Regions from separate parts of the Sus scrofa genome. Here regions 1, 2, 3, 4, 6 and 7 are each linked to region 5. The links are chromatin contacts, called in public Hi-C and HiChIP or PLAC-seq maps. All regions are on one chromosome and are shown on one strand. Each heading gives the region's core, a stretch centred on a gene start, on an enhancer-like site or on the middle of the called end of the contact. The rest is flanking DNA. Distances are from core to core; before and after follow the strand shown.

Region 1 (3,742 bases), core at 843-3,342, 290 kb after region 5:
TGCATTAGAAGCAGATCTGGAGTTCAAGATGAGCTCCACCAGGATTCAGATCCTTCCCCAGAACTAACCAGGTGTGTGATCTTAGGCAGGTTACCTAATCTCCCTAAACCTGTTTCTTCCTCTGTAAAATGTGGATAATAAAATTGACCCTACGAGTTTCTGCGAAGCTTTAAAAGAAATGATGCATGCAACCCAGCCGATGTCTGCTATGTAAGAAGTACATAGTAGATATGAAGCCTTTGTGCGAGGTAGTGTTTAAGAGCCTGGGGTTTGATGCCAGACTGTGTTCAAATCTCACTCCTACCATTTAACAACTTAGGACACTAGAGAAATTATGTGACCTTTCTGATTCAGTTTCCTCATCATTCAAACGGAGTTTTATTACAACACAAAGTAGATATCCAAAAAAAAAATTAGCTCTTTTTAATTTCATTGTGAGTAAAAACAGCTAGTGTTTCCAGCTCAACCAACAATGTAGCAGTGAATTTAATGAGAGTTCAGTATAATGTGCATTTTTTAACATTGTGAAAACCTAGCAGGCTTTTATGACTTTTCTGGGCAGTCAAGCTGTGATACTAAGGGTGGGGCTAAACTGTAATATAAAGAAAAAAATTCAAAGAGGGAGAATAACCACCCACCAGGGAGCTATTTCTTTTGTAATGTACATTCCATTTCTTCTCCCTCATGCTTTTTAATTCCTTCCACATTTCCTGCCATAATTATCAAATGTTTGGTTTCTGACCTCACTTTTCTGGAGACTAGAGCCCAGGGAATTTAGAATTGTTTATTTTCTGTCCATAAACCTTTGAGTTAATGGAGGGGCTTGTGAGTGAAGGGTTTGTTGGTTTGTTTGTAGTGTCTCAGGAAGGTCACTTGAGTCGAAAAGAAAACATTACCAAAAAAGCGCTGAAATACTTTGACTGGAAAAGCAGAGCCCTCAAAAAGCAGAGTAATGGATCGCTCATACTCGCACAACATTAATTTTAGAAAAAATTGAGATTTTAAAAGGCCATTATTTGGCTCTGACAATAACACAAAATCCGAGGGCACTTTACAAAGAAAAAAAAATCTTACTTCATATAAGAGAAAAAAAAACTTGCCCTCTAAAAGATGAATCTCTAGCGAGCCCACCCCCGCCCCCCCACTCCAGGAGACAGACTCTAAAGGGAAAAGTCTTCGACTCGTCTCAATTTCCTCTTAAGTGAAGGAAAGAACTCAGGCGCCTTTTTGAACTCCGCTCGCACTCTTGTCGCCGCCTCCGTCCCAATCCGCCCAGCTCGTCCTCTCTCCCTCTCCCCACTCTCCCTCCATATTAGCCGCCGTGGGGCTCCCGCTTACGGCCCAAACTACTTTGCCTGATTTTAAGGTTTAAGTTTCCTAAGTAGCGTTTATGCTCTGAGCGCCCCCCTCACCCGGCGGATGGAAACTCCCAGTCCCACCCGGGGAGAGCATCCCGAGAACGCAAGCACAGCCCGCGCAACCCGCAGACCCCAGTGGCCCCTGAGCCTGAGTTCGGACCTCTTCCGAAGCTCACCTACCTCGGCGTGGACCCAGGCGACCGCCACCAGCGCGAGCGCGAGCCAGCGTGTCCACATCTGCGGAAGAGAGAAGAGCGAGACTGAAGGCACCGGGCCCCATGCCGACCCCGGAAACTTCCTCGGGTCCCAAAGGCTCGCCCCCTCCGCCCGGCAGCCCTCGGCCACCCAGAGGGGTCGGGCCAGTGAGCTCGGCTCCGCGCCGCACACCCTCCTCTCACCATGGTCCCGTCGCGGTCTCTGGAGGGCGCGGGGCAGGGAGGCTGCAACGAGCTCTAAGGGAAGGTGGGAGCTTCGCGGATCGCCAGCCTCAGAGGAAATCCGACCTGGGCTCGCCGCCCCTTAAGACCCCTCCTTCCCGGACTGCCTGCCCCCCAGCTCCTCCCCATTCTCCTCCCCCTTCTGCTGCAGCGGCCCCCGCGGCTCCCGGCTCCGCTCCCTCTTCCCAACCCCTTGCTACCGGGAGCCCGTGAGCGCCTTGGCGCCACCGAACCCTTCTTCCCGCCAGACCCCTAGCTTAGCACCTCTTCGGCCCCCAGGACTTAGAGGCAGAGGCAGAGGGAGGTGTCCCGGGAGACGCTGCAACAAAGGCGGAGGAGGTGTGTTTGGGGGGGGGGGGGGAGAGCCAAAACCTCACTCCCGGGAGAGGCCGCTGGCTTGCGGCATCTCGGGAGGGCTGCGGGCGCGGGCTGCGGCGGTGACCAGGTGGGGCGGTGCCTCCGGGGGTCCGGCATCGACTGGGGCGGTAACCTGGGGGAAAAGGCCCTGCAGCCTGGGGAACCGGAGTCGCCCCCTAGGCTGGTAGAGTGCCAGAGGTGCAGAGGGACCCGCACAGCTCAGGGTACAGGGAGTCACTGTCGCAAGAGCGCGAGGAAGCGGGTACAGGGCCCAGAAGACCTGCCTGCCTGAGGAAAGCTACTTTGGGTTCAACTGTGGATTTCCTGAGGGGTAAGGTGCAAGCCGGTGTTCCTCTGCTGAGAAGATCCTGATTCCAGCGTTTGCCAGCAGCATCATCCCATCATTCCCTCCAGTCCAGGAGTGACCACTGTCTCTTTGCTCTCCTCTGTCCATCTTTCACCAGTGTTCCCACTCCCACCTTGTCATCCCAAGTACCCTCCATGTTCATGCTTTACATCTCCATCAACTCTTCCCAGAGGCCCTCAAATGTGTGCTGCCTCTGTGATGATGTTGATTCCCCAAACTGCTCCCAACTGTGGCTTCTTTCCTATCCTGTGTAAAGTGTCCGAGGTGCCAGAGCAAATCCACTTGACATCTCAGATTTAATATGCCCAAGGCTGAACCCCACTTCCCACCAGCCTCCAGGCTTGCTCATCTACATCTTTTAAAGTGGTGCCTCCAAAAATTATCTTCACTTCTCAGATTGCAGTTGTCACCTTATTCTGGCAGTTTTCCCTTTGATATCTCACATTCATCCTTTCACCTCCATTCACATTTCCACTTCCCTAGGCTGGACCTTCATCCTCCCTCACTCAGGAATTCTAGAAACCACCTCTGGTTGCCCTTCAGCTCCAGGTTCTCCTCCTCCAGTCTCCACTGCAGCCCACTGCTGTATTCTCACTACATAAAGTCTTCCTTATGCTCTTCCCCTGCTCAGAAACTTTCAGCACTCTTTTCCCACATCAAATCCAAAAGCCTTTCTTGTAAGTTATCCATCTAACCTTACTTAAGCTACTTATATGTCCTCTGCTCAAACTGGACCACCTTCTCATTGTCCTCTGAACTTGTCATATTCACTCTTTTACCATGATTTGTTGAGGGCCTGCTGTTGTGGTCTTAGGGGGTTCAAATAACACACATATTGCCCACTCAAGTTCAGAATCCATTGAGATAGCTGCAGGAGTCAGACTGGCAGTGAGCAAAATGGCAGCTTTGTCCCTGGTTTAAACCAGAATGGTGGTTATGGCTTTAGATCTGCAGGGACAAGGATCTGCTGATTGTCCTTCACCCCAGAACGAAACATACCCTACCAGTCACAGACAGAGTTGGAGAGTCTGCTTGTATAAAACTGACTGCAGCTTTACAGTTTCTGGAAAAGCAGAAAACCTGCTTCCTGGGGCTGGACTGCTTCCCAAACTTGAGAGGTCAGAAGGACACATCCCTATTTCCTCCTTCAAGCTCACAAGTCGAACAATGCATTCCTGCTTCCTTGTTATGGAAATAAGATAGGTAGCAAATAGACATCACTC
Region 2 (3,400 bases), core at 50-2,549, 390 kb after region 5:
TGGGCTGGTCCCATTGACCCCTGGAGATCAATGGGAGGGGGAGGTGGGCAGCAGCTTGGCAGCAACCAATGCTCAAGGCAGTACTGCAGGATGCAAGGGCAGCAGGCTAGGAGGACAGAGACAGGAGAAATATAACAAGACGACATGACCCAATAGCTAAGTGGTGAACCCGTGTAGAATAATTATTCTACATTTTATTTTAAGTGTTAGTTTTTGCCAGATCTTGAAATCTTTCAGAGCTCAGTCTGCAGTGGGTTCATCCCCATTTACATTAACATTTGCTAGTGAGCCAAGGACCATACAGAGAAATAACAAGAAAGAAACACTGACAGAAACACAGATTCAGAGAAAGGGGAATTACAGAAGGAGATACACATAAAGAGATACATAGACAGTTTGAGAAAATAGATGAAAAATAGAGGAAGACAGAAAGCAATTGAGGAGGGAAGAACAGAGAGAGAGACCTATTAAGACATCCAAGACCCAGCTAGTGTTCTGGGAGAAGCTAGCTGGCTCCCCTAGGACGAAAATCAGGCCGTCCTGGATTGAGCCTCCCAGGATTAAGAACCTAAGAGAAACCACAAAGATTCATTGTTTTGTTTATCCGGAGGTTTTGGCTCCTGGCAACTTCGGTGCCGACGTTCTGACACACTGCCTGAGCTCCCCCTGCTGGCGGCTCTGCAGAATCTCACCGTCTGGTTCCAGAGTGGGATCAGATTACGTAAGTCTTCTTCGAGATTGGCCCACCGTTTTCCTTTTTTATTTTATTTTTTATTTTTTTTTATTTTCTCAAGTTCCTAGTTCTCCGAAGTCTGTCCTGGGAGACCCAGCCCAAATAAGAGTGCAAGCGGGAGACTGGCTGAGCAAACGCTAGCTGAACATGTGCGACATACAAAGTGCTGTGGAAAGGCCTTTAGGGAGTTTATTTGGCCTTTAGTCTTCTCACTTCAAGTGTCCGTTAGAATTAAACTGACCTTCTGGGGATGGAGTGAGGGCACTTTCCTGCCCAGTTCTGACCAACTAGACCAGCTTTCCAAAGTAAGTCCTGGGAAATGCCTACGAGGGCAACAGTGATGGCGCGCCCTTCTTTTTTCCCTTCTCTTTCTCCCTGTTCATCTTCTTCCCCGCACAAAGAAGAGGAATTGCATTGTGCAAAACTCCTGGGACGGGAAGGAGAGAAACACAAATCTCCCCAAATGCCAAGCCGATCTTACTGCTAAGAATAACCTTTATCTCGGGAAGAAAGACAGAAGACCTGCCTCTCTTTCTTCCTCCCCGCTTCCCCCCAACCCCCACACTCTGTCGATGGTGGATTTTAAAGGGGCAGCAGCACCCACGCCTAAGAATACACTGAGCGCTGTTTTTCCTAAAGTGCTTGAGTTTTTGAGTCACAAAGTCCAGAGAGGGGCAACGTGGGAGGAGAGAACTTGAGTCCAGAGGACCAGGGACAGAGGTGAGGGAGGAGGCAAGAGGGAAATGGAGGGGAAGAGCAAGATCAGGACACAGGGATCTCTGTTCCACCCTGATCCTAGGCTTCTGCAGCCCTGAGGAGCAGACTGACAGGGGTAGGCAGACCCTTTGGGGGAGGGTGACCCTGGGGTGGGCAGTGGGCCCCCCACTCTGGCTGTATTTGAGGATCACCTTGAGGGAGGGGGCAGATTTCCAGACCTCTGGCTAGGATGTATGCTCACAGAAAGGAGTCCTTGTTCCCCTAAAAACCCGAACCATCTCTTGTCAAGGACTCTGGAACATCAGAAAGGATTCCCTTCTTTTGTTAACTAAAAACTAAATAGATTCTTACAGTGACCTGCATTGCAGAAAGTAGCAATGGCCCTTGGAAAAATGGAGCCACTTCTTTAGTCCTCTGTTCTGCCCTTGTCCACTGTTTCTTTCTCTTACCCACCTTCCCTCCCCTAGCTTTTTCCTTTCATCATGGGTTCAGCCTTTTGCTCACACTATCTTGTGGTCTCCCCAGGCTCTGGCTTCCTTCTCACTCACCTTTCATGTTCTCCTGCATTTGCTTCCTGGGCCAGAGTGCCCTCCTTGTGGAAGCAAGAGAAAGAAAGGATTGTCATGTCTGCTTGGGATCCCCAGATGCCTGATGCCACATAGCCTTTGAACAGGGCAAATGGATACCCTACAGAGCTTGAGGAGAGTCTATCTCTGGGTCTTTCTTTACTCACACTCAGTCTACAAACTACCACTGGAAAACTACTGGACGGTTGACAGCCCATACATTGTAGTACCTTCTATCTTGAACAGCCCTTGTCCATTTCTACCATGCGAAAGCATTTTAGTGACTCATGAGTCAATAGGAGCAGAAGTGCCTGGGCAGTGTGATAATAATAATGGTTATTTATCACAAATGAAAGTTATATTTCTATATAACTGAAACTGATCCAGTTCTGCTATTGTCAAATAAAAGGAAAAAGCCTAAAAACATCAAAAAGTAAAAAATTAAAGAGGAACACTTTTCAGAAGATGTCATTTCTTTGTATTTCTCTAGCTAAATAAATTGTAGCAATTTCCAAAATGTTCCTGGAGAAGAAACGATTTTAGAAGCAAACTCTTCAGTGGCTTTGTGGTGTGGGTTTGGGCTGCTTGTGACCAGTAGAGGGCAGACTTCAGTTGTAAATGGGAGCCTGCAGAGTGGACAACAGGGGAGAAAGGGCAATTTAGGATTCCAAGGTTGTAAACTGTTTATTTCATGCTACGCATAGCCCAGAGATCATAATCTAAGATTCTTGACATGACACGAGAGACTAGATTCCAGGAAATCAGTTCTAAGCAGGGAATGACATAACTGTCGATGTTGCTTTGCTTCTAAGATTAAAGCCTAGGCAGAAAAGGCTAGTTTTGCATACCTCCTCTGGGCGCTGCAAGCTGCTGTTTGTGAGTCACCCCAGTGACTAATCCCCAGCCTGGGTCTGCCACAGTCCTTCAAAGATGTAGACTGTTTAGAATGGAGATGGTTGTATCTGACTTGGAAAAGCAGGTGTGGTATCCAGTACTTGGTGAAGTTCCTGCGGCTGGTCATTCCCTTTTGTTTAATGACCATAGAGAAACCTGTTCCCTGGGAAACAGAGATAAGAATGAAGACCATTAAAATGTTTCTTTAAGATCTGAGCCAGCCTAGCAACGCCACTTCTAGATACATATCCCAGAGAATTGAAAACATATGTCCACACAAAAACTTGTGTAGGAATGTTCATTATTCATCAGAGCCCAAAATTAGAGGCAACCCAAGTGTCCACTGACTGGTGAATGAATAAGCAAAATGTGGTTTATCCCTACAATCAATTAGCCAGTCAAAAAGGAGTGAGGTACTGATACCTGTTACAACGTGGATAAACCTGGAATCTAATTGAGAGAAGCCAGTCACAAAGGACCACATATTGTG
Region 3 (3,440 bases), core at 282-2,781, 450 kb before region 5:
AGCACTTAACAGTTAATGTGGAAGCATAGTATCTGATCGTAGTCTTTTGAATCTCCCTTAACAGTATTATGTGCACAGTAGTGGATATTAACAAAAAGCACTTGGCTCCTACCACTCATATTTTCCCACTATGTCACTTATGATTTCTTTACTTTTTATGTGAGGACAAAAAGGGACTGGAGGGAGAGGTGTACATTCACATTATCTGAAGATTCCTTCTGAGATTTGTTCCACAACAGAGGCTGTATACAGTAAGAAGAAATGAAAACCTTTTGCAGGTTGATGGTAATTTAGATAAACAATTCTGAACACTACAGTGTCACATATGTTATAGCCTAGTTGATTTTTAAATTATCTACCTAAAACGGTGGGGGGAAGAGTTTAGGGGATTTTCTGTACCGTTAAGAAATGTACCTTGTACCCTACTATGACTAAATTCGGGGAGAAATTACCAGAAAACCGGAAAACTTTTACTCTTTGATCTTGATAAATCTTTTTTTCTTGGCCGCGGGGGAACTATGTGCAACTTCCCGAAAAGAGATCGAACCCGCCCCACGGCAGTCGCTGCTGAGACCACGTGGGATCCTTAACCCCTCTCACCACAAGGGAACTCTGATTTTGCCAAGTCTTCTATCATGGCCCATAAACCATAGTAGAGCAATCATTGAAAAACGTTTCCATTAACTGTTTCCCTTTACTTTTTTTTAAGGGCCGCACCTGGGACATATGGAAGTTCCCAGGCTAGGGGCTGAATCAGAGCTGCATATGCCGGCCTACACCGCAGCCACAGCCACACAGATCCCATTGGCATCTGCGACCGACCTACCCTGCAGTTTGCAGGGCCGGCTCCTTTACCCACTGAACAGACCAGGGATCGAAACTGCATCCTTATGGCTGCTGGTCGGGTTCTTAATCCGGTGAGCCACCACGGGAACTCCTGTGTTTCTTTAAATCAAGTAGCATCCATCCGTTTACAAGCCTTCGGTCCTAAAGCAATGTTTGACCCATAACAGCTGATGAAAAACCTTTTGTAGGAAGGAATGCCTGGATTGAGCGCGGCGGGTCAATCTGACCTCTCTCTGATCCCTTCAACCTTTTCCCCAGGGTAAGCTACGAGCTCAGTCTACAGACAGCTGACTGCGAAGCCTACCCAGGTCTATAACCCTCAAGAGAGCCCCGCGGCAAAGTGAGGGCCACGACCAGCCCTAGTCCGGGCAGCGGCACCCGAAGGCAGTGCACGGAGCCTGCCCCGCCGCCCCCTCCCCGGCTGCGCACTGACCACGCATCGCGCGCTTTCTTGGTCTCCGGGCAGGCGCAGCAGGGCTTCAGCGGCTTCTTCTCCTGCGATTCAGGCGGGGCAGGGATTGCGGCCGCCAGACCCGGCATTTTTCGCGCCGAAAGCTGCAATTAGCTCTGCCACCCCAAACTCTACCGGCCTCCGGACACGCCGATTCGCCCGCAGTTATTTCCGGCAGTCGCTCCAAAACAGAACAGGAAGTCCTGCCTCTCACTCTGACGAACTGGGAGGAAGGGAGGAGGTAAAGAGGAAAAATGTTTTAAAGGGCACGCGCGTGCGCAGAAGAGGCCGAATGATGGCCTTAGTGCTAGGGCGCCTTTTCCGCGCAGGTGCAGAGAGCCCAGGTAAAGTGCAGCGATGTTTGTAGACCAGCATTGAGAGGACCCACAAATGAGGAGACCCGTAAGGCAACTCGGAGAGCTCTCAACCATACACCCAGCTCGAAGTCGAAAACTGAAACTCAAGAAGGTGAAATGACCTGTCTATGCTACAGAAAAAAAAAAAAAACACTAGTGAAAGCCAATTCCTCTTGAGTAACAGACTTAGCGCCCGGCATCTTATGCTTGCCATTATCTGCCTTACTGCCTTCACCACCCCACTTCACCGCTCTAGTTAAAAGTGAGTAGCAAAGGAGTTCCCTAGTGGTCAGCGCAAACGAATCAGACTAGGAACCATGAGGTTTCGGGTTCTATCCCTGGCCTCGTTCAGTGGTTTAAGGATCCAGCGTTGCCCTGAGCTGTGGTGTAGGTCACAGACAGGGCTCAGATCAGGTGTTGATGTGGCTGTGGCATAAGCTGGCAGCAGCTGTGTCTCCGATTAGACCCCTAGCCTGGGAACCTTACCTCACCCACACGCTTTAAATCCTCAGCTAGTTAGTGTTTATAGCTCCCTCTCCAACTGAATTGATTTCCATATGAATTGCCAATCATAGGGCAAATATATTGGTTAGTAAAATTTTAAAATGCCTTTTCATTGTCATTCCTCAAATTCAGTTAATACCTATCCATCTAGGTAAATAAGTAAACTTAGACAGTATTTGCAATAGAATGGACATAACCATTAAGTTTTTTTCCTGCAGAGAATTGTTTGAGGAAGGATGAACTTATTTTTTAAAGCAGGACTTCCAGGCATTGTTAAAATAGCTGTCTAGGGATACGCACTTTGGTTAATCAAACATTGCTTATCACCTAAACCAGCCAATGGTATTGCCCCTCAAGATGGCTGTTTTCTTGCTCTTTGTACATTCCCTGCTCCACCATTTCCTGCTCCACCAACCCCTAAGTGCATGATTGACCTTTCTACATATTTGTCCCAGGCCCCAGCAATGAGATTGTTCTTATCTAAAGAGCGGTGAGGGCAGTGCCTCTCTGCTGGTCTCCCTGGTAACTCATGTGCCAACCTGATGTCAATTCCCACTGTAACTGGCAATCTCCCCTTCCCCTCCAGGAGCAGAGACTTTACCATGTCCTGTCAGACATGTAAGAACCCCCTGGCCATTAAACCATCCATGTCTCTGTCACTGACTCTGGGCTCTTCAGTCATGAAGCTGGGTAGGCACAGGGCTTGCAGACCTGCGGGATGCAGCCTAACACTAAGGTTTGTTTCTGTATTCCAGAGATTCAGCTCAGAATCCTGAGGTGTGTCTGGGAACTGGTGTAAAAGTAATTTCTATATGTGTATTTTCCAAGTTACCAAGACCATCCCCATTTTGTCATCTGGCATTTCCATTAGCTGTGGTGCAGGTCACAGATGAGGCTCAGGTCTGATGTTGCTGTGGCTGTGGTATAGGCTGGCAGCTGTAGCTTTGATTGGACCCCTAGCCTGGGAACCTCCATATGCCACAAGTGCGGGCCTGAAAAGCACAAAAAAAAAAAACCCAATGCTTCTTAAACTAGCAACATCAACATCACTTGGAAATGTAATTTGCAATAAACACAGCTCAATCAATGGGGAAGAAAAAATAAACTAGAAAAAAAATAATATCACACCTACATATGTGTAAGTTCAAACTAAGTTATCAAAAGACAACAGTAGGAATTTCTGTCGTGGCTCAGTGGTAAAGAACCAGACTAGTATCCATGAGGATGTGGGTTTGGTCCCTGGCCTCTCTCAGTGGGTTAAGGATCCAGCAGTGCTGTGAGCT
Region 4 (3,614 bases), core at 647-3,146, 410 kb after region 5:
GAACAAAACCTAGGACTCCATGTTTTTAATAGTCATCAAAAGGGATCCTATGATAATCAAGCAAACATGGCATTCACACCCCTAACTCATCCAAAATGAAATGATGAAGTTTATTCTCTTCCTCTCTCTTAACCTTAGTAAATCTTTTTAAAAAAAAAAAAAAAAAAAAAAAACTTTGTCAGTTGGCTTGTACTCAGTGTACTTTCATTTTTCCTTTCTTTTTCCTTCTTTTAACATGCCCTTCTTCCTAGATCAGTGTCTAATCTATAAACAAAAGCTTTTTGAAACTATCAATGTAGTCTTTAGAATTTTCAACCTGCTTCTGCTTTTCATCTTTAAAATTTTCTTAATATGATTAAACACCTTAGATAAAAACAGAACTTCTTTCTTCCCTGCTCCTTTAAGATTGAGTGTGATTTGTCTCAAATTTCTTGGAGTTCCCGTCCTGGCGCAGTGGTTAACAAATCCGACTAGGAACCATGAGGTTGCGGGTTTGATCCCTGGCCTTGCTCAGTGGGTTAAGGATCCGGCGTTGCTGTGAGCTGTAGTGTAGGTCGCAGACGCGGTTCGGATCCCGTGTTGCTGTGGCTCTGGCGTAGGCCAGTGGCTACAGCTCCGACTGGACCCCTACCCTGGGAACCTCCATATGCCGCAGGAGTGGCCCAAAGAAATAGCAAAAAGACAAAAAAAAAAAAAAAAAAAACAACAACAACAAAAAATTTCTTTCTTCTACATTCCCTCAGTCTCCATTCTTCTGAGCCCATTTTTCTATATATTCATTTGGACAGTAAACTGCTTAGCAAATATTATCATATTCTGTCTATTCTTTCTGTACTGCCGGGATTGTCAGCTCCTCAGAGACAATCACCTCATCTTTCATTTTTGTTTTTCCCACTCAGCCTAGAAGATTGACTGACTAGTGTGCAGGATGCTTCATGCAGTGAGTGCTTAATAAATATTTAAAAACAGTATTAAAATGTTGAATAAATTTGACAGCAGTGCTGCTCCTCATCACGTCAAGTGCCAACACTTTCTAGGTCCCTTCTCTGCTTAGCAACCATTTCGCAACATTTCTACATGTCCCCAGATGGTTCATCCAAGCTGAAGTTAACTTTTGATCCACTTTCCTTGCCTGAGTTATGGAAATATTGTTTACATGTTTTCCCCTAAGGAATATCTGCTTGGTACCCAAAGAACCTGCCTTGCAACTTGAAGTAGCCCTTTTTCTTTGGTGATAGTGGGGAAAGGAGAAGGATGGTAGGGATGGAGAACATTCCCTTTAAGGTTATCCTCACTCTTCCCCCCAAACTATCTTTCACAGTAAGATAAAATGCTCCTATGCTTATTTTCATATTTCTATGGATGTTTTTTAATCTTAGCATCTGAAGAATGGTAAGGATTTTACTAAAAGGTTTCAGTGTTGTAACTAAGATTTGGTTTTTCTTTTTCTTGGATAAGGAATATTTTGCAAAGTATGTTGCATCTATTCATTATTTTATTTAATCCTCACATGAGTTTTGCTAGGCAGACAGAATAGGGATCATAATCTCCAGGATAAGGAAGAGGAAACTCCGAGAAGTTAAGTGACTTCCCCAGGTCAGAGAGATGGACTTGTACTAAAAGAGAATTCCACAGTCGGTCCCATTTCTCCTCTCTGCTAACTCAACTTCACAGAATGTGCCCTTCAGGGTCAGTAAAGCTAGAGCTGCAAGCACGGACAAGAAGCGAGACTTTCCACAGCGGTAGGAAAAGGAGAGGGCGGGGGAAGGCGAGGAAAGTACCTTGCGCATGCGCAGATCGCTACTAGCGCCGGGGACAGAGGAAGGTTAAAAAGCTGTACATGCTAAACCGTTTCCGCCTCTTGCTAACACGCAGGCGCACTTCCTCAGGACAAAGGTCAGCACGTAGGGGGCGGGCCTCGGGGCCCCGCAGGCGCGTTTGTGCGCCGGGTTGCCAAGATGTCGTTCCCAAAATACAAGCCTTCCCGCCTGGCAACCCTGCCAGCTACTCTCGACCCAGCTGAATACGACATATCTCCGGAAACCCGGAAGGCACAAGCCGAGCGGTTGGCCATAAGATCCCGGCTTAAGCGGGAGTACCTGCTCCAGTACAACGACCCTAACCGCCTAGGGGTCATCGTGAGTGAGGGGCCAGCCGGGTGGGAATCGAGGGCCAGAGTCCGGATGGTCCCGTCAGACCCGGCAGCCTAGACGGCCCAAGGGGGACCACGCCACGGGGCGGTCACCGTTTCCAAAGAGTGTTTTAAAACACAGGTCCTCTTCCAGGCCCAGAGAGCAGGACCTTGGCATTAGCCCTTTGACCTTGGGTGGATAGCTTAGCGGTTAGGAGGACGGGTTCTGGGTTCACAAGTGGCTGGGTTTGAGTCCCAGCTTGATCACTTCTCGCCTGGGTGATCATGGAAAAGCTTTTCAACCCTGCTGCTTGGCTTTGGTTTTCCTATCTGAAAAATGGGGATAATATAGTACTTCCTGTTTTACGAGGCTCTTATGAGGATTAAATGAGATGGGGCACGTGACCCACCAGCACAGTTCCTGGCTTGTGCTGAGTGTTCAGAAAATATGGGGGGGGGGGTGTTTTAAAGCTGTTTTCCACTTTACAGTTCACAGTTCATAGAAATACTGTTCTGATGGGAATATAGTGATTTTTCAGTTTACATCTTCTAATAATCCAGATACCCTACAGCTTGCTAAAGCTTTGGGCTTTGGAGTCAGACACGAAGGCACTACCTATTGGCAAATTATATGACCTTGTGCAAAATCCCTAACCCTTCTGAACCTTAGTTTTATAATTTTCATATACGGAAACGATAGTACATTCTTTATAGAAACCTTTTGAGGTTAAATGAGATAGTCTGTATAATGCTCCCAGCACTTATAACATGCCTAGTAGACCGATAGCTATTATCTAGAAGATAATTTTCTGTACAAGAGCTATTTAAATATGTAAATATGATTTTTTAGAGAAGTTTTTTTCCCAACAGTTGCATTGGTATTTTGTAGGAATTTTAGGAAGTTGTGAGGATTGAAGGAAATTTACAGGTGTGCCAGGAATTACTGAAACTTTCTGAAATTCAAATATCATGGGTATTTGAAGATTTAAACTTTATTACTATCCCCATTTTACAGATGAGAAAGATGACATGGGAAGGGCAAGTTGTCACAGGGTGATACTCTGTTAGCAAGTGGTAGAAAAGAATTAGAACCACAGTCTATAACCCAGAGCATCTTCTCAACCACTTGGCTGTATTGTCTCCAGCCAGAACCTTGTTTACTTGGGAGAAGGTGCTGAGAAAGATGTTCATTATATACATACTCAGTGATTGCGTTTGATGTGCCGGATAATGAGACCTTGAGTCAGGCATAGCTGAGATTTAAACTCCAGATTTTCTCTTTTCCAGTTCTGGGACGCAGGGCAGTTTCAGCTTAGCAGTGTAAAACCTCAGTTTTATACCTGCCTCATTGGTTGTTCTGTTAAGTAAATGAGTGCCTGACATTTAATCATATATTGAACAGTATATTGAAATTCCTTGCCTAATCTTTAAGAATTATTGATTCAGTGAATAAATAATTGCTTGGTGTCTATTATATGCCAGG
Region 5 (3,457 bases), core at 203-2,702:
CAACATGAATCAAATCCTGGGTTCAATTAAGAGTGATTATATTATGCTGTTTAAGGATATAATCAATTTCACATAACAGCATATACTTTAAAAAAAAAAATCTCAGTTCAATTCTCTCCTTCTTCTAGGCAACCAAATAGTTTTTCGTTGTCCTCATCATGCCCCTTTCTTGAGAAATAAGGAAACAGAATAGATATTTTTGTCAAATTCTGAAAGTACGTTTAAATAAACTCTTTAAATTCCACATAAACAGAGATACACAGGAACATCTGACACTTAGTGTACCACTCAACTAGACTTTTCTGCACAAATCTAGCAAGAGGGTCCAGTCTAGTAATAACCCTGAACAGAGCCCAAATTATACCCTATTATATCCAGGACCACAGCATTCTGCAAAACCTATGATGAAAAGGTCTAAATCCATATTCCTCTAACTGGATAGTCTTACCTAAAGAAAACCAATGCAAGAGTATTTTAAACAGTCTTAAGAAGGGACCCCTGAACTTTACATCATTTAGCATGTATGGAATGCAATGGCATCCCCAAAACTGATATATGGAGGGTCAGTGACAGTTAACATTCAACTCAGTATCTGACAACATGACAATACAAATCTCGATCAAAACCAGGACCTACTTCCAAGTTACCTTTTGATTAAATATTAACTCTATAGTGGTAGACTTAAAACAATGCATGTTGAGATACTACTGCTACTGAGTATCAACCTCACGGGTCCCTTCTAAGAGGAGGAATCAATGCTTGCCTGGAAATGTGAAAGTGGTCACTGAGCAAGTTCATCTCTGGATTAAGAACAAATGCGTTGTACAGTCACAAAGGCAAGAAAGAACTGTTAAGAGACTGTGACATTTAGCTCCTCTATTAAGTGTACAAAACTATGATAACCCCTGAGATCTGAGCTAACTATCCCTTGTTCCTAAAGACACACTGCAAAAGCACATAATGGTTTATGAATCTTGTCCTTCGCTTTATTCATGAGAATGAGCCAAGTAAACACTTCCATCACTATTTTAAGATGGAAATAAGTCAACCGCTTGATAAAGCTGGCAAGAAAACTATAAGAAATATTTCAAGTCAAATCATCCAAATAAAAATCATATTCCCTCTATTCAAGGTTAATGAGACCGGGGGAGGGAGTATGGGAGGAGAAAAGAGGGAGCTGCCTCATCCTTGACAGAAGACAGGTTTCTGCCCTTTTCCATTATCTCTGATTGTTATATCAGACATCATATTTTAAGATCCTGGTATTTCAAAGTCTCTTATTTAAAGGGTGAGGTGGAGAAAGAGTGTAAAATAAAATCAATACTCACTGCTAACTTTCATGCTGCCAAAAGCTGAAGGCTGCTGCACTGGCTTGCAGCTCTCCGCAAAGGAGGTGGTTCTGGGCCGCCCTGACATGATCACTGTCTTCCCGAATCACCTTCTTTTCCTTCCTTCCTCCTCTTCTTCCTTTTGTTTTATGTTGGGGTGTTAGGTTAATGATAAACGCAGCATTAAGTTCTCCCACAGGAAAAAAAAAAAGACTTCGTCCTCTTGGCTCTTCACTCCTTTTGTATAGCGACAAAAAAATGCGAGCGATGTATTTCTCCTTGAAGACAGATCAGTACGGATATTTAACATATAGATGATCTGGGACTGGGGAAAAAAAAAATACAATTCTCTCCCCTCCCTTTCCTTGGAGGGTAGAAATGGGTGGGAGGTCCTAAAAAATATGTATCACGTGAAACGGGGGCAAATACTTGATTGAAAATAAGTACTTTGAATATTATATTTTCCTCAGGGATTTTTTTTCCGAGTCAATGAAGAAGGGAAGCGGCGGAAGGATCACGAGTCTCACGCTTGAAAAGAAGGGGGGATGGGAAGGAGGGAGGGAGCGGGAGGGGGTGGCTCGGAGATGCGACGGGAAACGCTGCGGCTCCGGCAGCGGCGGGATCCGGCGGGCTGACGGCTGGGGCCCGGCGAACTGGAAGGCGGCGGAGTCGCGAGTCAGTCAGAGGCGGGCGGTGGCGGCGGCTCCTCTCCTCATTGCGCCAGGAGCAGCTGCAGGCGGCGGCTGGATCCAGCGGCCATGGCGGCGGCGGTGGCGGAGGCAGCTCCCTTCAGACCCCAGGCAGCGGCTCCTCGACTGCTCCCCATACGCCGGGGACATGGGAACCCGGCAACCGCTTCCGTCCCTCGGGGCCCCCTCCCCCGTCCACGGCACCGGCGCGACCGCCCTCCCTCCCGCCCCTCGCCTCTGCTCGGTCTCGCTCAGGAAGTGTCCGCGCTTTGCCCCCAGCCCGAAGCCCTGTCAGTGGCTGCGGGGCCGGCTCCTCCTCGCTTCCTTCCTTCCTTTGTCACTCGGGCCCGGGCGGCGGCGGCGGCGGCGGCGGCGGCGGCGGCAGCGGCGGCGGCAGCAGCAGCGAAAGCCCGCATTCGCCCGGGTCGGGGGCTGTTCTGTGTGAGGAGTGCCGTCTGCGCAGCCGCCTAGCTCTTCCCCAACCCCTCCCCCCTCCTACTCGTCCTCCGCCTCCTTCCTCCCCCACCCAGCCTTACACCGCCCAGCGCCCCTCCGCCCGCGTAACAGGCGTCTGAGAATTGCCGGCCGAGCCCGGCGCCCGCCCCCTTCGGCAGGGGAGCCGAAGCCCGAGCGGAGCCAATCACGGACGTCGTTTGTTTGCGGCTCCTCCCGGAAAAAGCCGATCGGCCAGAGGAGCCAATTAGAAAGTACCACTGGAAATCACGCCCAAGGGCGGAAAGTGCCGAAGATAGCCGACCGAGAAGAAGATGGGTTGGAGTGATACTGTGGCTGGCTGGAGGAGAAATTCGACAATGGCAGCAGCGGCCAATCAGAGTCGCCGGCTCTCACGAAAAAGCTTGAAGAGTTAAGAACTGTGAAGCCGGGAGTTGCTGGTGAAACCGCAAGGCTGGGAGCTGCAACCGCTTTGTAATTGGCCAAAACTCCGCTGGGAGTGTACCTCCCTTGGTGATTGGTGAAGAGAATGGGGCTTCCGAGGACAGTCTGACCAGTCAGGACGTCTCCTCCCTGGCCAAGGTGGGGAGAAGTAGAAAGCGAAGGGAGGGCTCTATAAAGCGCCTTCTCATTGGTCTCAAGCTTTGGAGCTGGAGTGGGGGCAAAAGGGAAAAGGAGGGAGACCGAAAGCGGTAGCAGTAGCCAATCGGCACTCACTGCCCTCCAATCGCGAGACCTAGCTGCAGTGTGATTGGCCTTCGGCCTCGGCGGCGGTCCCGGCAGCCGGGAGAAGCGCGTCTGGGGTTGTGGTGGATGGTCAGACAGGCTTGCCTGTGGCTACTCGCAGCCTGTGTGAAAACCGCAGATAGCGCGAGCCCTTCGCCCGCCAGTGGGAAACTGCTGCAGTCAGCCGGTCGGGGCTCGGAGCGCTCAAGCGAACTGAGGGTTTAAGGGCTCTCTCCCCCTCCCGACTACAGGCTCCCGGCG
Region 6 (3,585 bases), core at 150-2,649, 430 kb before region 5:
CAACAACTGGGAATGCCCAGAAAGTTCTTTTTATAGAAGAATCCCAGGTAAGAAGGAAATTGTTGAAGATATTAGAAATTCACTGTTCTAGATGAAAATCCTGAGATACCAAAATAAAGTGTAAAGAATTTTTTAGATCTTTTGATCAGAAAAAAAAATCTTGGACTCAATCAGGGAAATTTGAATATATACTAAATTTTAAATATAAAGGAATTATTAATTTTGTTAGATTTGATAATGGCAATTATGTTAAAAATCTGTATCAGTTTGAGATGCAGATTAAGGGTAAAATAATGTCTGGGATTTGAAAATGCTCAAGCAAAAGGAGATAGTAGACAGGTGAAACTGGACTGGCAAATTCTTGATAATTATTTACTCCGTGATGATTAGCGCCAGCTCATTACTAAAAGTGGATTCACTCTTGCCTATGTTAAGACATTTCCAGAGTCCTGTTGTGATGCAGCGAATCCGACTAGTAACCATGAGGTTGCTGTTTGATCCCTGGCCTCTCTCAGTGGGTTGAGGATCAGGTGTTGCTGTGAGCTGTGGTGTAGATAGCAGACCCTGCTTGGATCCTGCGTGGCTGTGGCATAGGCATAGGCGTGGCTGTAGCTCGGATTGGACCCCTAGCCTGGGAACCTCCATATGCCGCTGTTGCGGCCCTGAAACAAAAACAAAAACAGACATTTCCATAATAAGTAGTTTTAAAAAGCAAGTCAGTGCGGAATACACCACATCATCTTCGGCTGATTTAATTAGTGCCCAGGGCTCAGAAAGGGGTAGCAGAATGCAGATCAACAGTTACTAACTACCCACCCCACCCCAAATCCTGATTCCCAGGGCAAGGGTTCATAGAGTGTCAAAGTCCAACGTTTAGGAGCTTTCTCAGCTAGCAGAAAAAGCCCCGCGGAAAGGGGATGTCCGAAAGGAAAGCCCCCGACTATTTTTTTCTGAGATTTCCCAGGGATTTCCGAAAGAGGTCGCGGAGTGAAACCGGCAAATCACTGCTGGATTTGAGCAGTAGCCTTTTCCCCAGCCTGCGGGCCCCGCGCATTGATCCTGGATGTACAACTGAAAACTCAAGGCTTGGCCTCTGGAATGAAGCGGGCAGTGTAGCAGATCCTCCCCCGGCCTACTACTTTCCCCTTTTTCCTTCTGAGTGCTGTCCTTTCCTCCCAACCCCTTTCTCCACCCCTCCCGCTCCTTCCCTCTGCACACTTCCTGTCCTCCCGCCCCTGCGCCACGCCCCACGCCTTCCTGCAATCCCCCCGTCTTCCTCCCGGTCGCCAGCCCCGCGCCCCTCCCTTCACTAGCCCCGCCCAGGTTCTTCATCCAGCCCGCCTTTCCTGACCCTCGTCCCGCCCCGTCCTTGTCACTCGGCTCCTCCCCTCTCATGCTAGTTCCGCTCTTCCCTTCTCCGCTTGCGTGCTGTCCTCGCTCCGCCCTTCGTTTCCGCTCTTCCAGGGGGTTACCATAGCTACTGTCCACACAACAGCTAGGTCTCTCAAGTTGGTCCTGGCTGACTGCAGGGCAGAGCCGGCACCATGAGTCATGTTGTGACCATCACCGAGCCCCAGGCCAAACCTCAGATGTCTCAAACCCAGTGCAGAGGGAAGTCGGGGACCTGGGGCAACGTCTCCGCTAGTCGAACGTATGATTTCCTGTATGGTAAGGGCGGCTCCAGATCTCCCTCCTGAGTTGTAGACTCCTGGGACAGATGGGCTTTGAAGATGGTGGGACCTGGCCAGGAGGCTCAGCGGAGGAAAGACTGGCCTCAGGACAGATCCCTTGTCTTGTCTTGGATGGGCAGCTCCAAGCCCTCTGGGTGGTGCACTCTAGGGCATCTCTGAAGACTCAGGTGAGCTGCGTCTTGGAGCAGGGGTAGGGAACACCTGACTCTTCTTCACCCGCTTTTCTTGATAATTTGCACAGCCCAAAGCAATCTTTCTGAAACCCGTTACTGGAGTTTTGGTATCCCATACAGTACCCAATGATTTGCATACTTGGAAATGTTACTGAAGAAAGTTTGGGTGCTCCACTCACAGTGAGGTCAAACAAACCAAAAGAAAAAGGTTTACTGTAGGGCCAAGCAAGAGTGGCTTGGTTCAAACCCCCCCGAAATCCCTGATGGTTTTGGGGAAAAAGTTTTCAATAGCAATATTTAGGGTGAAGGCTGAAGGGTATGTGACTTTTTTTCCTGAGGTCACAGAGGGATGCTTCAGCCATCTTGTGTTGAAATTGCCATCTGGATCACCTGGGTGGGGGCCTTAGTTCTGCAGAAGAGCTCAAAGATAATGTTCTGTATATTTCTTGAGGAGGAACCAGGATCTTGCCCCAAGGCTGCAGTAGTGTTTCTTGACTTCTCCTGACTTGTCTCTGCATCCCCTCCTTTCTCATTATCCACTGTTTGAATCTGCTCTTTGAAACTCAGGTAAGGTCAAGGAGGCTATATGAAGCCTATTTCCTACAAACAAGAAGGAGGGGGGGGTTGGGGGCACACAAAGGATTTGTATCCATCAAGGAGCCCTATAGCATCCTGCTTGGTTTCAGAGACTGACTCAACACTCCCACATTCAAACTGCATAAAATGCCCTTCCAGTTCTCATTCTCTGGCCTCTTCCAAATTTGGCATCTAGGTAAGGAAGGGCCAGTTTATTTCATCTTTGTTTTTAGCTTTCTCTTTTCTTCAAGCTTATTCTTAACCATTAAAGTATTGTTTATAAACTATGTCCACTAGGTCCTTTGGGCCAGTAAAGCCCCAGTTTATTTATCTATTTATTTATTTTTGTCTTCTTGCCATTTCTTGGGCCGCTCCCACGGCATATGGAGGTTCCCAGGCTAGGGGTCTAATCCGAGCTGTAGCCATCAGCCTACGCCAGAGCCACAGCAACGTGGGATCCGAGCCACGTCTGCAACCTACACCACAGCTCACGGCAACGCCGGATCGTCAACCCACTGAGCAAGGGCAGGGATCGAATCCTCAACCTCATGGTTCCTAGTCGGATTTGTTAACCACTGTGCCACGACGGGAACTCCAGCCCCAGTTTATTTTAATGCTCTGATTGTTCATTTAGGTTCTGGATCTTTTACTGGACCATAAGTTCCCTGAGTTCTGAAGCTCTTCTACTATACATTTTTGTAGCTTCTCAGTATCTATTCCAGTTCTGGTACATATGTTAGGTGCTTCATACTTTATTATGAATTATTTATTGAATTATTCAATTTACCACTATAGTAATTATAATCAATAAAGCATGATTTTTCCCAGTTTCGCCCCTCTTGACCTGAACCTTATATTACTTTTTTTTTTTTTTGGTTATGCCAGCGGTATATAGAAGATCCCAGGCCAGGGATTGAACCCTAGTGACAATGGCGAGTCCATAATCTACTGAGCGACCAGGAACTCAGTGAACCTTGTATTACTTTTAACCATGTGGTATCTCTTCTGGGATTCCAAGGGTCTTTTTTGGATAGGAATCTTTAGGGTAGCTCTTTCCTGGCCCTGAGAATACATACTGATCACTTACATTTGTGTACTGCTTAACAGTTAACATCCTTCTTTTATAAATTTTGCCTCATTTATAT
Region 7 (3,352 bases), core at 713-3,212, 460 kb before region 5:
TCTATTTTTTTTTCCCTTGAGCCTTCTGATTACTTTCTTACCCTTCGACTACATTCTCCTGGTTTCAAGAAAGCAGGACAGAGGAAACTAAGGACAAATCTTTTGAAACACTCCATTTGCTTTCCACAGAGCCAGCGCTAGTATACCAGGTAAGATGCTTGCGCTTTGATGCTAAGCTCCACGTACAAGTCCCAATAGGGTGATATTATTTAAAAAATTCATAATCGCCTACCAAATGTACAGCAAGAGCCCCGAGGTATTTTTTTCGGAAGAGATCAGCCAATGGCCAACACCCACTTGCAGGCTGACCAGGCATGCACTCATCCTGATGAAAACCATTTCTGCTAATGCATGACTGTCAGCCTCCTCAAAAGGTGTCAGCCAGGTGTCTCCGCCCTGTGTTCAAGGAGACACATGTGGGCATTACTACCCATCCCTCACTGTCTGGCCCTCAAATTTACAGTGCTTGATGTCTTGGTCTGTAAGAATATCAATGGAACAATTGGGAATGGAAAAATGGACAAGAGCTATTCCTGCTCCATGCCTGGGTGTATATAGAATGGCTTTACCATAGAGTCTGTATAGTATATTCCCCAATATCCTTGATGCCCTGGGGTTACAGGAAACCTCCTCTGTTTTGGTACTCTTCCCTGCACATAGTTGGCATTTAGCAAATGTTGAATGCATGTAGAGGAACAAATTAATCTTATTGAAACATACGGTTTTCTAAAGTTTACAGAGATATTGCTGTAATTTAGGCATGACGCAGTGGTGTGTGTGTGTGTGTGTGTGTGTGTGTGTGTGTGTGGTCACTTCAGATCCAAGCTCAAGAAACACCCCACTCCTCCCAGCAGCAAGTGCACACGCAATCCTTTCTGCCAACTAAGATGCCCCATGAGGTACTTTTCTCATGGAAAATGCTAAGAAAGGGGAAGCAAGCACATGCTATTTTGGTTAGTTTGACTTGCCACATCCTTCCTCAGTGGACGGGGACATGACATGGAAAGGGACGCATTAGGAAATGGGAAGCATGGGCATGAGGAAGAAGCACTGGACAGTGACTTACCGGCCAGAGAGCAGCAGGGACAGACGGTCGATGGGTGTCTCACCCTCCACAGCGTAGGTCTGCTCCGTGGCCAGAGTGGAGACCTGCTCCTGACAGCAGCGAACCATCTCCTTGTAGGCATGTAGAGGCACCTGCAGGGGCAGGCACAGTGTCTTGTAGAGGAGCTCGAACTCCTCAGGGAGGCTGTCCTCACGCAGGCGGTACACCAGATGTGCCAGCTGGAGCACGCAGGCCATCGCCAGCAGGACGCTCCAGAGGACGATGTCCAGGCCACAGGCGTCGAACCAGCCCCACAGCACACAGCACAGGTAGCCCGTGCCCAGGAAGCCAAAGAGGTAGAAGCACCCATACATCCCGCTGCCCCCCATGAAGCCCAGGAGCAAGAAGCAGTTGGCCAGGTGGTAGACAGCCCCTTGCAGATCCTGCCTCCAGCCGACACACGGCAGCCCACGCCAGAGGAGCTGGCCCACCGCGCTGCTGTTGCTGCTCATCTTCGGGGCGCCTCGAAGGCTCTAAGCCTGTGCCCACATGCGAAATTCAGGAAATGGTTTAACCTGTCCTCTGGATGCCTTCTCACCTCCAGCTACAACCCACCAACTCAACTTTTCCTGGGAGGAATGCTTCCGGTGGCTTCAGGAATGAATGGCAGAACATAGTACACTTCCTGGAGAACTGAAAGCCTTTCTTTCCTCCGTCTGGCCCTCAGCAAGTCTCTCCCGCAGAGCTCCGGGGAGCTTCCTCTGCTCCAGGTTTCTTAGGACGGTCTCTTCACATTTGGCTCTTGGCAGGAAACCCAAACTGTCCCGAGGAAACAATATGACTGTGGGACTGAGAGCTTCAGCAGTGAGGGATAATCAAACAGCCACGTCCTGCTCTCTGTTGTCCCCAAACAGAATGAGGAGAGCCCAGCACGGGAGGCACATTTGTGCTCCATTTGGAATGCGTCTCTCTTGGCACCGGAAGAAAGGGTGACCCCAGACAGATACCATGTTTGGAATTGGAATCCAAGAGGTACTGGCAGTGAGAAAAAACAGGCCAGGCACACAGGCAGGCTGGCAGAGCGCTTAGCATACCTCCCCAGAGGACAAGATAAGACCTGGGGCCAGAGAGGGGGGCAGGGGGGATGGCATCATAGAGGGGTTTGGAGGAGTGGTGAAGGAGGGAGGGTGGGGGTGGGGTGGGGAGCCTGGGGGTGGACAAAGAAAAGTGAGTACAGAATTTACTGCCACATCTCAGGCAGAACACTGTCCAGAGACCCCTGCGGGGAGGGCCGGGGGCTCTCCTGAGGCAGAAGGACACATCAAGGTAGGAAAGTATGGGACTATTATCAGAAAAAATCCTAACAATGAGAACTGGAAAACCCCTTGAAGACCTCTATTAAGTCATATTGGAAATATCCGTGGGCATTTATTTGACATCCATTGAACAAAAAATAGGTGTGCAAAGCAGCCTTTTGAATTCTGACCTTCTCCTGCATGTATCTGGATCTAGTAATAGTTAATACAATGTTAATACATTGTTCAGACTATCACTCTACCCACTCCAGGACTGGCAAATAATAATAACCATTACCTGTTAAACCCCAAAAATGCCAGACCTAGATGAGGTACTTTACATACATGTGATTTAGTCATCACACGACCCTTCCAAATAAATATTATCTTCTTTCTAGATCTGAAAGAAACTGAGGTTTAGAGAAGTAACAAGTTCCCACAGGTAGTAAGTGACAGAGATAGGATTTGTTCCTGTCAGACTTTACTGCTGTGTCCCAAATAGTTTGCACAGTGCATGGGAAGACAGGACTAGAGCCATGACTCCCAACTCTACTCTCCCCAGGAAGTCTGAGGACGTCTGGGACCTTCTAGATCAACCTGGGGTCTACCGTGGGTCACCAAGAAGTAAGTCTGGAATAGGCAAACACTAATCTAGCTTCCAAGTAACTCTTGGATTTTTTTTTTTTTTTCCTCACTGCTGGTTAGCACTTACTATCATTATTCCTACAGCCACTGAGGTACCACGGGAAGTGGGGGGGGGGGCACCCAGTAACCTACTAGAACTATTCAAGAGCTCAATCCATAGGGACCTTTATTATACCTCTGGTAACTGGACTAAAATTAGTGAGAAATTAGGAATTGCCAAACATGCTGAGGAGTAGAAGTTTTCAACTCAACACATATTGAGTGTCTACTATGAGCCAAGCACTTAAAGAACTGAAGATTCCCAAGAGATTTCACCTCTCAAGAGAAATATAGATACTTGAGAAACAATGGCAGTTCAGTGTGGAAA

Evidence for each region. A called contact is a pair of places that touch in the nucleus more often than the background predicts. HiChIP or PLAC-seq counts read pairs in DNA pulled down with a chosen protein or histone mark.
Region 1: an H3K27ac HiChIP or PLAC-seq map of skeletal muscle shows a contact between it and region 5. The contact joins the promoter of FSTL1 here to the promoter of GSK3B in region 5. A contact is called at or near these places in 2 of 2 datasets of contacts at active chromatin or transcription factors (alveolar macrophages and skeletal muscle).
Region 2: a contact with region 5 is called in an H3K27ac HiChIP or PLAC-seq map of alveolar macrophages. The contact joins the enhancer-like site here to the promoter of GSK3B in region 5. A contact is called at or near these places in 2 of 5 promoter capture datasets (fetal skeletal muscle and liver), 12 of 47 Hi-C or Micro-C datasets (adipocytes, embryonic fibroblasts, fetal heart ventricle and 8 more) and 2 of 2 datasets of contacts at active chromatin or transcription factors (alveolar macrophages and skeletal muscle).
Region 3: a contact with region 5 is called in a Hi-C map of liver, with 2.7 times the contacts expected there. The contact joins the promoter of COX17 here to the promoter of GSK3B in region 5. A contact is called at or near these places in 1 of 47 Hi-C or Micro-C datasets (liver) and 1 of 2 datasets of contacts at active chromatin or transcription factors (alveolar macrophages).
Region 4: an H3K27ac HiChIP or PLAC-seq map of alveolar macrophages shows a contact between it and region 5. The contact joins the promoter of NDUFB4 here to the promoter of GSK3B in region 5. A contact is called at or near these places in 1 of 5 promoter capture datasets (liver), 5 of 47 Hi-C or Micro-C datasets (heart right ventricle, liver and skeletal muscle) and 2 of 2 datasets of contacts at active chromatin or transcription factors (alveolar macrophages and skeletal muscle).
Region 6: a contact with region 5 is called in an H3K27ac HiChIP or PLAC-seq map of alveolar macrophages. The contact joins the promoter of MAATS1 here to the promoter of GSK3B in region 5. A contact is called at or near these places in 1 of 5 promoter capture datasets (fetal liver), 6 of 47 Hi-C or Micro-C datasets (alveolar macrophages, embryonic fibroblasts, heart right ventricle and 3 more) and 1 of 2 datasets of contacts at active chromatin or transcription factors (alveolar macrophages).
Region 7: an H3K27ac HiChIP or PLAC-seq map of skeletal muscle shows a contact between it and region 5. The contact joins the promoter of POPDC2 here to the promoter of GSK3B in region 5. A contact is called at or near these places in 2 of 2 datasets of contacts at active chromatin or transcription factors (alveolar macrophages and skeletal muscle).

What each region holds. Positions count from the first base shown.
Region 1 is chr13:139,845,596-139,849,337 of Sscrofa11.1, reverse strand. It overlaps FSTL1 (follistatin-related protein 1), which reads right to left and starts at 2,092. Exons shown (of 11, transcript XM_021070306.1): 1 at 1,757-2,092; 2 at 1,539-1,595. The coding sequence starts at 1,759.
Region 2 is chr13:139,749,045-139,752,444 of Sscrofa11.1, reverse strand. LOC102162379 (a long non-coding RNA gene) reads right to left here. Exons shown (of 5, transcript XR_001303087.2): 4 at 2,865-3,073; 5 at 1-2,642. Among named protein-coding and RNA genes, the nearest start is that of NDUFB4, 20 kb to the right of the region's middle. Within about 2 kb of position 1,299, at least 50 of the 83 cell types and tissues checked have an H3K27ac peak or open chromatin away from gene starts, as enhancers often do. A contact at or near this core is called in alveolar macrophages, fetal skeletal muscle, liver and 5 more, where this site is marked.
Region 3 is chr13:140,582,377-140,585,816 of Sscrofa11.1, reverse strand. It overlaps COX17 (COX17 cytochrome c oxidase assembly homolog), which reads right to left and starts at 1,531. Exons shown (of 3, transcript NM_001348525.1): 1 at 1,280-1,531. The coding sequence starts at 1,386.
Region 4 is chr13:139,728,774-139,732,387 of Sscrofa11.1, reverse strand. It overlaps NDUFB4 (NADH dehydrogenase [ubiquinone] 1 beta subcomplex subunit 4), which reads left to right and starts at 1,896. Exons shown (of 3, transcript XM_003361882.4): 1 at 1,896-2,138. The coding sequence starts at 1,959. All of the region lies in intron 2 of LOC102162379 (a long non-coding RNA gene), which reads right to left.
Region 5 is chr13:140,135,161-140,138,617 of Sscrofa11.1, reverse strand. It overlaps GSK3B (glycogen synthase kinase 3 beta), which reads right to left and starts at 1,452. Exons shown (of 11, transcript NM_001128443.1): 1 at 1,329-1,452. The coding sequence starts at 1,416.
Region 6 is chr13:140,564,790-140,568,374 of Sscrofa11.1, reverse strand. MAATS1 (cilia- and flagella-associated protein 91) reads left to right here and starts at 1,399. Exons shown (of 18, transcript XM_003132654.4): 1 at 1,399-1,668. The coding sequence starts at 1,545.
Region 7 is chr13:140,600,242-140,603,593 of Sscrofa11.1, reverse strand. POPDC2 (popeye domain containing 2) reads right to left here and starts at 1,962. Exons shown (of 4, transcript NM_001144114.1): 1 at 1,067-1,962. The coding sequence starts at 1,557.